2 separate regions of the Rattus norvegicus genome follow, and region 2 is linked to region 1. A link is a contact called in public Hi-C data. All regions are on one chromosome and are shown on one strand. Each heading gives the region's core, a stretch centred on a gene start, on an enhancer-like site or on the middle of the called end of the contact. The rest is flanking DNA. Distances are from core to core; before and after follow the strand shown. Region 1 has its middle 27 kb from the start of Or2at1. Region 2 overlaps Xrra1 (X-ray radiation resistance associated 1).

Evidence for each region. Hi-C and Micro-C count contacts between places; a contact is called where the count stands out from the background.
Region 2: a contact with region 1 is called in a Hi-C map of mammary epithelial cells, with 2.0 times the contacts expected there. The contact joins two enhancer-like sites. A contact is called at or near these places in 5 of 12 Hi-C or Micro-C datasets (the A7r5 cell line, Schwann cells, frontal cortex and 2 more).

Annotation. Positions count from the first base shown.
Region 1 is chr1:163,526,152-163,531,004 of GRCr8, reverse strand. No RefSeq gene overlaps it. Among named protein-coding and RNA genes, the nearest start is that of Or2at1, 27 kb to the right of the region's middle. Within about 2 kb of position 2,999, at least 15 of the 93 cell types and tissues checked have an H3K27ac peak or open chromatin away from gene starts, as enhancers often do.
Region 2 is chr1:163,614,650-163,619,502 of GRCr8, reverse strand. It overlaps Xrra1 (X-ray radiation resistance associated 1), which reads right to left. Exons shown (of 18, transcript XM_006229821.5): 5 at 4,059-4,131; 6 at 758-855. It overlaps LOC102547456 (a long non-coding RNA gene), which reads left to right. Exons shown (of 6, transcript XR_010060706.1): 6 at 3,089-3,275. Among named protein-coding and RNA genes, the nearest start is that of Xrra1, 22 kb to the right of the region's middle. Within about 2 kb of position 2,097, at least 10 of the 93 cell types and tissues checked have an H3K27ac peak or open chromatin away from gene starts, as enhancers often do.

The sequences.
Region 1 (4,853 bases), core at 1,750-4,249:
ATAGTCACCTGGACTGGATTGGAGCAGAAAATTTATGATGTTTGTCTATTTTTAAGGATACTAGATATGAATTTCTTTCCAGAAATTAGAACACGTTATTGGAAAGACTGTTTTTTGGACCAGCAAGTCAAAAATCTGAAATCTGTAGCATCTCTAAGGCCCTGCATAGGTTTAAGGCACTATCAACATTAACCACAAGGTGGCACTCTTCCCCCAATTCTCTGCAAGCTGCAGTTAACCCCAATTTTAAAACCTGCTGTCTATCCTTGGTGGCAGAACAGCAGTGCCAGTTCCTTCCTTCCTTCCTTCCTTCCTTCCTTCCTTCCTTCCTTCCTTCCTTCCTCCCTCCCTCCCTCCCTCCCTCCCTCCCTCCCTCCCTCCCTCCCTTCCTTCCTTCCTTCCTTCCTTCCTTCCTTCCTTCCTTTCTCTTTTAACTGAGTAATTAGTTAGTTTATATTTACATCCCAAATTCTGTTCCCCCTCCCGATTCCCCCTCGTAGAGTTCCTCCTCCCATTTCCCCTTCACTAGCCTTTGAGAGGACAGCCAGGCCCTCATCCCCTCACCCTGGTACATCAAGTCTCTGCAGGATTAGATGCATTCTCTCTCATTGAGACCAGACATGGCAGCCTCTGCTGCATATGTGCTGGGTGCCTTGGACCAGCCCATGTATGTTCTTTGGTTGGTGGCTCAGTCTTTGGTCCAGGTTAGTTGACACTGCTGATCTTCCTACATGGCTGCCCTCTCCTTGAGTGCCTTCAGCCCTCTCCCTAACTCTTCCATGAGGGTCCTCGACCCCCATCCAATGTTTGGCTATGGGTATCTGTATCCATCTCAGTCGGCTGCTGGGTAGAGCCTCACAGAGGGCTGCTATGTTAGGCTCCTGTCTGCAAGCACAGCATGGCATCATTAATAGTGTGAGAGATTGGTACCTGGCCGTGGGATGGGACTAGAAATGGGCCAATCACTGATCAGCGATTCCTTCTGTCTCTGCTCTATCTTTGTTCCTGCATTTCTTTTAGACAGGACCAATTTTGGGTGAAAAGTTTTATAGGTGAGTTGGTGTCCCCATCCCCCCACTGGGGGTCCTGTCTGGCTATTGGAGATGGTCTCTTCAGGCTCCATATTCCCACTGTTGAGCGTTTAGGCTAAAGTCATCCACATAGACTCCCGGGAGGGGATTCCCTAGGAAACCTGTTCTTTCAAAGTGCCTGAACTTTCAAAATTGCCCCGAGGCATCATTTGGTCTCCGTGGTGCAAAAGGTGCACACACACACACACACACACACACACACACACACACACACACACTCACTCAGAGGAATGTGGGATCTGCCTCTGGTTTCATATAAGATAGTTGGATCAGTTAACCCAGGGTTAGCTGGGAGTTGGTGGGCTTGGCTTCCCTGTGCAGTGTCCAGTGTCTCCTCTTCACATGCCCATTGCCAGTGTGTTCAGAGGCAGGCAGCTAGGTTTTCCTCCTATTTTGCCAGATATCCAAGGCTCAGCCTTTTTTAGGTGGTCAGCCCTACTTTGTCTGAAACCACCAAGCTGCATGCTGGCCTGTGAATTCTGTTCTGGGGGCTGTGGAAACTGCTCTGATCTTCCTCCATGCATGCCTACAGGGGGGAAGAAAATGGAGGGGGTCCTCTGCACTCTTCCTGGGAATTCCTCACCTTGTTCCCTTCAGATAGACAGCTGGACCTCACCCCTTCAGTGGCATCCTGTCTCTGGCCATCTCTGCCTGCTCTGTCTCAGTCTCTCTGTTGCCTAGGGACAGCCCTGGGATGGGCCTGAAAACTCCCAGGTTCAGTCAGCTTTCTTCATGATGAGAAGTGAGGACCTCCCTCCTGGCAGGAATGGCCAGCACCCAAAAGGATCTTGGGAGTACTTTTCTACTCCCCACACATGCCTCCCTTCATACCACGCCACCACTAAATCCCTTTCCATCATGTCCTCAGTGTGTACCTGCTCCTCCGTGCCTCTCCTTGCAGATGTGGTCTCAGGGCCTCCTGTCTCTTGGCTTTGGGCCGCCCTGCAAGTCCAGAAGTCTGAGATGTCAAGGGAAGTCCTGCGGGGTAAGTGCCATGACAACCATCTTGCCTGACCATGACAGGGTTTACTTCAAAGAGAAGTGGACACGGGGCTTCCCAAGGGAGAGAAACACTGCCATTGGAGCCCCTGTCCCCACTACCAAACAGGGGTTCTGCCTGGTAAATTCTGCCTGTCCATTTCTCATGAGAACAAAGGCCCCGAGGTCCCCCCAACACCCTGTTGCGGATCAGCCCGTGTCTCTCAGCAGGGTAGGCCGTCTCCCTTCAAAGGCTCCGGTTCCTGTCTGCAGGAACTGGGGCAGGGTGGGGAACAGAACAGATGTTTATGGATGCAACATTGTGTGGCTGTTATTTCAGGCTCTCACCCTTCTCTCAGCCACACGCCTTCCATAGTAGCTAAATCTGTGGCTTACTTTTAATACTTTCCTTTAGCATACTTTATTTGGATCTCTAATTTCATGGTCTCCTAGCAGTGGTACAGGCTCGATATTATATTTTTCCCTAACACGCATTATGATAAATACACAACTGTTTTAAAAATAACAAAGAATGCTGACAAGCACCCCTGTTACTGCCAGCGAGGCGTGCGCCATGCCTGGGTGAGCTAATCTTCAAAAACCTTGTAAAGTCACTGACATCATTTATATTTTACAAGAAACTGAAGCCCAGAAAGGTGAAATGACTTGGCCAAGGTCACACCGAGTCTTCTCATCTTGGCCCACAACCCAGGGAAGGGAGGTAGAGGCGCTTGAGGAATGCAGAGGGGAGGGGTGTAGCTGACAATGAGGAATGCAAGAAGGCAGAAAAGATGGAGGGGTGTGGGGATAGGAAATCCATGTCAGAAAAGCAAATGACCTGAGTTCCAATGTCCTATGCACAGTAATGGCTATGAAAATGGCTGCAGACTGTCCTGCGTTTGTGTGAGCAGATTTATCGCGCCAGCAGCTCCGGTAATTGGGTGACGAAAGCATTGCAGCTGGGCCCGCAGGCGCACAATTCATTATCCCGGAGACGGGTGGGTGGGGCGTGGCCTGGAGTTCACCCAGCTGAGGGAAGACTGCCGCTCTGGAAAGAGCCACTCGGCAGGCCTCGGAAATGTAGGGGACCTTCCTCTTTTCAATGAGGATCCCTATCCTGAGAAGGGGTGACAGACTCAATGGGGTGGCCACTGCCCAGCAGAACAGGAGGGGAGCTCATCTTCAGAGTGGGGGCAATGGGGAACCTCCTGAAGCAGGGCGTGTCCAGAGGCGGGGCCTGTGGCCAGAGGGGAAATCCCCTATTTGAACATTCTTGACTTTGGGACCCCGAGCGGATGACTTCATTGCTTCAAGCCTCAGCTTCCCCAGGATATATGCTGCAGATCATGGTGCTGACCTAACTAGTGAGTCCTGAGGCGCCAAGGAGATGACATGACCTTGTTTAGACCGAGAACCTCCTCCCAGGGAAACCTTCATCCCTTTCTGCTCACTGTGGTCTGCCCTTCCCGGCCATGTGAGCCCTGAGCCCTCCTCAGATCTCCAAACCAATGCTCAGCTACTGTGAGTGCTGTCTACGTGGACGCCAAGTCTCCCTGTAGGATGCAGAAAGCCAAAGGAGGCAACAAACCCTAAAGGAGGAGCAACAGAATCAACCTTGAGTTTACTTCCGTCTCTAGAGGCTAGGGGTTCTGCCTGGCACCTGACTCTACTCCCACCTGGCAGGGGCAACGGGGCTGAGGGAACTGAGGGCACAGAGAAAGAGGCAGAGCTAAGGGAAGAGGGGACTTTTGGATTCCAGGCCTGCCTCTGCTGCTTTTACCAGTAGTTTTCCCATCTGAAAAATAAGCACAGGCTTTATTTGGATTTCTTTAACTGTGAAGAATGGAAAATCACTCAAGGCCCCCTAGACAAAGTGGAGTTGGGTATGGACCAGCTGCTGTGGGGTAGAAGAGGGGCTAAAGGCTGGAAGAGTGTAAGCACCAGGCCCTGTCCTGTGCCATGTACAGTGCGAACTATTCACAGCCCCCTCGTTCTATTATTTTATTATTTTATTTTATTGAGACAGAGTTACATGTAGCCTAGGATGGCCTTGAACTCACTATGTAGCTGAGGATGATGGTGAATTTCTGATCTATCTGCTTCTACCTCCTGATTGCTGGAGTTACACACACACACACACACACACACACACACACACACACACGTATATACATATACACACATACACACACACACATATATACACACACATACACACATATACACATATATACACACACACATATATACAACGTGCACACACACACACACACACACACGTGCCTGGTTATATGGTGGCTATGGGGATCAAGTCCAAGGCTTTATACAAGCTAGGAAAGCACTCTGCTGATTAAGCTATATCCCCAGTCCTCATACCCCTCCCCCCTGACAGGGAGCTTTTCTCAGACAGACAAACGGAAATTTAACATGAAGTGGTGTGAACTCAGGTCCGACTCCAGGCCAAAGCTGTGAGTGGGAGTGACAGGCTGCACCACATCTCCCCTTTCCTCCAGCTGTGTCAGATGAATTAGCTAATAGCTAGCTGACTGACCACAGACACTAACTTCATCAAGTGCTCTGTGCATTAGGCACTGTTCTGAGTGCTTTCCAATGTCAGCCAGCTTTCTCTTCTTAACAGCTCCACAGGGCAGGCCTTTCTATTTGGCAGATCCTTGTCTTACATGAAATGACTTGACCAAAGTCATGTGAAGTGGACCCCCTGGCTGCAGATCTTGAATCCTTAATCTCTGTTCTGTAGTACAATAATCAGAAAGGAAAACCTCC
Region 2 (4,853 bases), core at 848-3,347, 89 kb before region 1:
CTTATCAAAGTCAGAAGAGGAAACAAGTATGCGGCTGTGCAAAGCAGACTTTCTGTACTTTCTATCCCACAGTTCTGAGAACAGCTAGGGATGTGCATGGGATGAGCCCGTGCCTCGAGTGTGCTGTTGAATCAGGAGCCCTGTTTGCCCGTCCTCATCTCTGGGTCAAGGGACCAGATGTACAGCCTTACTCCCCCAGTCCACTGGGACCAACCTCACTTACTGAGGTCACGGTATATCTTTGGTATCGGTCCACAAAGTCTCTAGCTCACTGTACCTAGCTCTTAACCTGGGTCCACAGCTCTTCAAACACGTAAGGAGATGTATCTCCTATGAAACTCTTCCTTCTACGATAATCCATTTAAACTCACTTTTCTATTCTTCTGAACTTGAATGGCCCTTGGCACTTATATTCCAGGGTCAGACAGCTTGGCCATAGTTATCTGTCTGCCATCAGTACTACTTACACTATTACCACCATCACCACCATCACCACCACCACCACCATCATCCTCATAATCATCATCCCCATCACCATCATCATCACCACCACCACCACCACCACCACCACCACCACCACCACCACCATCATCACATCATATCACCACCACCCTCTCTAGAGGCCAGTGCCATGAAGCATGAACCTAGCAGTGAAAGCCCAAAGAAGCTTTCCCCAAAGTCACAATGTGTCATTATCCCTACACTCATTCCTGACAAGGGAACAGGTAGGATCAAAAACTTCCTACCTCCAACTTACTTCCAATGTCTTGAAGTCTCCATATTTCACATAGACCATCTTGATGCCATTGAACGCAAGCTCCAACTCCTTTAGGGTTGGAAATGTGTGAAAGACATCTACATGGGAACAGAAAGAGAATCTTGAGCTTGAAAATGCTTAAAGAGAAGGATACTAATAATGACCATTCACTGAGCTTCCAGCCGTGGAAGATGCTTTATATCTCAGACCTCAGATCTCTAACCATAAGGCTGGAGACATGGCTTGGGGTTAAGAGAATTTACTGCTCTTGTAGAAGACCAGAGTTTAGTTCCCAGCATCCATATTGGGTGGCTTCCCACTGCCATTACTCCAGCTCTAGGGGTTCCAATGACCTCTCCTGGCCCCAAGGGATCCTGCATTCATGCATACACGCACACGCACATGCACACACTGCATATACACACACAACAGAAAATGGTCTTTTAGAAAGATTTAAATCTCTGCCACTCTCACTGATAGGAACTGTGACGTCCATTCTATGGTTGAGGAAATGGCAGCTCAGGCAGGGTAAATGACTGGTTAGAAATAAGGTTGCTTAGCAGCGGGAAAACTAAGGATTGAATGTAAGTCTGTTCAGATGCAAGGCCTGCCCATTGAAAAATGACCTCTGTTCTTTCTTTTTTCTTTCCAGTCCAGGACCAACCTGAGGGTCTTGTGCATGCTAGGCAAACTCTATCCCACTGAGCCACACTCCTAGATAACCTCTATTATTTATGATTAGAGATGCTAACACGGCCACCCCAAATAGTCAAACATCACTGGGAAAAATGTTCCTTTAATTCCAACATTTAGTGTCAACTGTTTAAAATTTCATATATATATATATATAATATTTTTCTCATGTATGTATTGAAATACAGTCTTCCTCTTATAAAAACGGAACACATGCTGTACTGTGGCTTTTCTCCTTTAATGGTATGACTTGAAAATTATTCCATGTTAAATTTGTCCAAAATCTTAGTTACCTTTCTAGTATACACATGCACTAGCTTGTCCTGTTGGTAGCATTTAACCTATGTGGGAAGGAGGCAATCAAACACTCCCTCTTGCATGAAAACTGGATCTTAGATTCACTTTCTAAGCCTGTTTCCCTGGTAACCTGAAGCATATGCTATGGCAACTGTGTTACTAGGCAACTATTGCTTGTGGTAAAAATGATTGCAGAGGTAAATTGTGTCTGGACCAGGAGAAAGTATAAATTATAAATACCGGAAGAAGGGGACACTTCTCTTTAAGTGGTGACTCCTATCATCAGACATGTCCTTCATGGGAATGCTGTAATACAGACCTACAGAACGGCACCTTGGTTCCTGTGTTGAGATTTCCTGGCAAGGGCAATTCTTACATTTACTCAATGAGAGTTTCTGTCCACCACCCAGGGTGACTTCTTAGCCAGCGGGCAGCCCTGCAAGACAGCCACCCATGGGGGCTCCACCGTAGGACTCCTGAAGCTGTACAATGGGGGTATAGTGTACAATCACTTAGAACCCTCTAAGTGAACCTGGTGTACTATGTAGCCTACAAAAGTTTGTGTGTCAGGATGCTCAGTGAAGGCTAGCAAGAGACTGACTGGGGAAATTCCCCGTGTAAGACTCTCTCTGTAGAATATATTCCTAGAAATGGAATTACTAAAGACAGTGACTACCTAAACTTTTAAAGGCCGGCCGGTCTGTCTGTCTGTCTGTCTGTCTGTCTATCTATCTATCTATCTATCTATCTATCTATCTATCTATCTATCTATCTATCTATCTATCTGTATGTGTTCCTGTGTGGTGTTGTGTGCAGTGAGTATGTGCAGAAGCCCATGGAGGCTAGAAGACATTACTGGATCCCCTGGAACTGGAGTTGTAGGTGGCTGTGAGTGGCCCCCATGGGTGCTAGAAATTGAACCTGGGTCCTTTGCAAAGGCAGCAAATGTTCTTAGCAGCTGATCCAGATCTCCAGCCCTGTCTTAAATTTTAAGAGACTACCAAATTTCCTCCAAGGAGTCATACTGCTTTCTTATATTTGACTTTCACTGAGAGTCTACACTGCCTCCCCAGGGCTGGTTGTGGTTAGTGTTTTTCATACTTGCCAATATTTGAAGGACATAAAACTGTATCCTGGTGCTGTTTTCTTCCTTAGTGAGGCTGGTCATCTATTCACAGGCCTTTTGGCCTGCTTATACCAAGGCATCTCCTAGCAGACTACTCTTTCTTCTAAGGCAGGGACCTCATTAGATGCTTTGATAGAAGCTCCCCTCTCACTGAGACAAACTAGAACTGTCTCTGAGTATTCCCTTGATTCCTCCCTTTCCTTATATCCTTACAGGTTGCCAAGCCCCAGGATGCCCACCTCTTCCAGATCATTCTCTCAATCCCCTTCACTCCTCCATCCCAAGCTTCATCTCCCTCCATGGAAAACCCCTCCTCACTGAGCTTCCCTGGTTAAAAGCCTTCTATGCCTCTTCTGTCTGGAGGACAACTTTCAAAGCTCTGGATGATCAAGTCCCTGCCAATGTGTCTAGCCTCAGTTTTTTCTCCTCCTGTATGCCTTGTACACAATCATACTGACAAGGCAGTACCATTCCACAGATGCCCCTCAACCCAAAGCACCTTTCCCAACTCCTGAGTGTGTGTGTGTGTGTGTATGTGTGTGTGTGTGTGTGTGTGTGTGTGTGTGTGTGTGTGTGTGGTGAGTACATGCAGGTGTCAGAGGACAGTTTGTCAGGAGATGGTTCCTTCCCTCCTGGGAGTCTCGGGGATCAAATGCAGGCCACCAAACTTGGCAGTAGGTGCTTGAACCTACTTGATTGGCCATCTTGCTGGCCCAGTGTATTTATTTTTTGATCATGTCTTAGGTGCTCTCTCCTAGAGTTCCTGACTCACTGGACTGGGTTAAAGTCGCTCTGATATGCTTGCCTGGTGTCTCCTGATCTCCCTGCTTCTATGTACCCTGGTTTTAGTCTGAATCTGAGCCCATTCTAATCCAGTGCGCTTCCACACAGTCCTGGCACCAGCAGGGGTCACTGTAGGTTTGCTGAATTACTAAGGCCTTTTCTCTCACTGGAGAGTGCAAGGTGGCCTGCCCAGGCTGAAGAGGATTGTCTGTGTATGTGGAGAGGAGCTTCGGCTGAGGGAAACCCTTGCTGAGTGACAGCACCGCTCCAGAGTTGAGATCTGTGATCTCTCCAGAGCCATTTCCTGGCCATGAGAGGCCAATCCTAGGTGGATAGACAGACAAATCCTAATGTAAGTGCTCTGCAGGCTAGGAGGACAGTTTCTGAGAAGAGAAAGCTTACCTAGAGGCAGCAGGTTTTCAGAGGCATTGATATAAATCACAGACGTAAAGTGTTTGAAGTCCTTTTCCTTTGCCTGTCAGAAAGCATTCCAGAGAAACACAGGATTAGTTCCCTTGCCTGGGAGCCTCGCAGAAACACCAGAGCACCTGCCCAGAGGACAAATGCCTAAAAGGGACTAAGAAACATTCTTAGTGCAAGAGCAGACACGTGGGGAGGGCTGTGGGGACTTTTCTGTTTTCTTCTACCCTGAAATACTTCAAATGTATCAAAAAGCAGAGAGAGTGATACTTTGAAGATGTGCACCTTGACCCAGTTTTAACAGACCTGAGTCTGAACTGTCTAAACTTGAAAGAAACTATTAGAAGACTTATGACCTCTACTACCACACCCTCAATGTTGTCTCCTCAAACCCCAGGCCTCATCTCTGTTCTGGGTTTTTATGTATGTAACACACACACCAACGTTTATACCCATCAATTATACATAGGGTTATTTACATGTTTTAAAACTTTATACTCATACTATGGTGTGAATGTGTCTCTTTATTTGAGAGTATGGCTTTGAGATTTATCTGAGATGTGTATAGCTCTTTGGAGATTAATATGTGCTGATACACATAGGTCCAATTCGTCCATTTGAATTCCTTGCTTGAGTATATGACAAGTTATCCTCTTCTGCTGTGTACACATCAAAACTTCCATTGTTATGAACAGAAGCTACAACCAATCTTGTAACATTCTTTCCCATCATAAGAGTTTCTGTACCCCTACCATACAACTGGTTAGCTTATGTGGT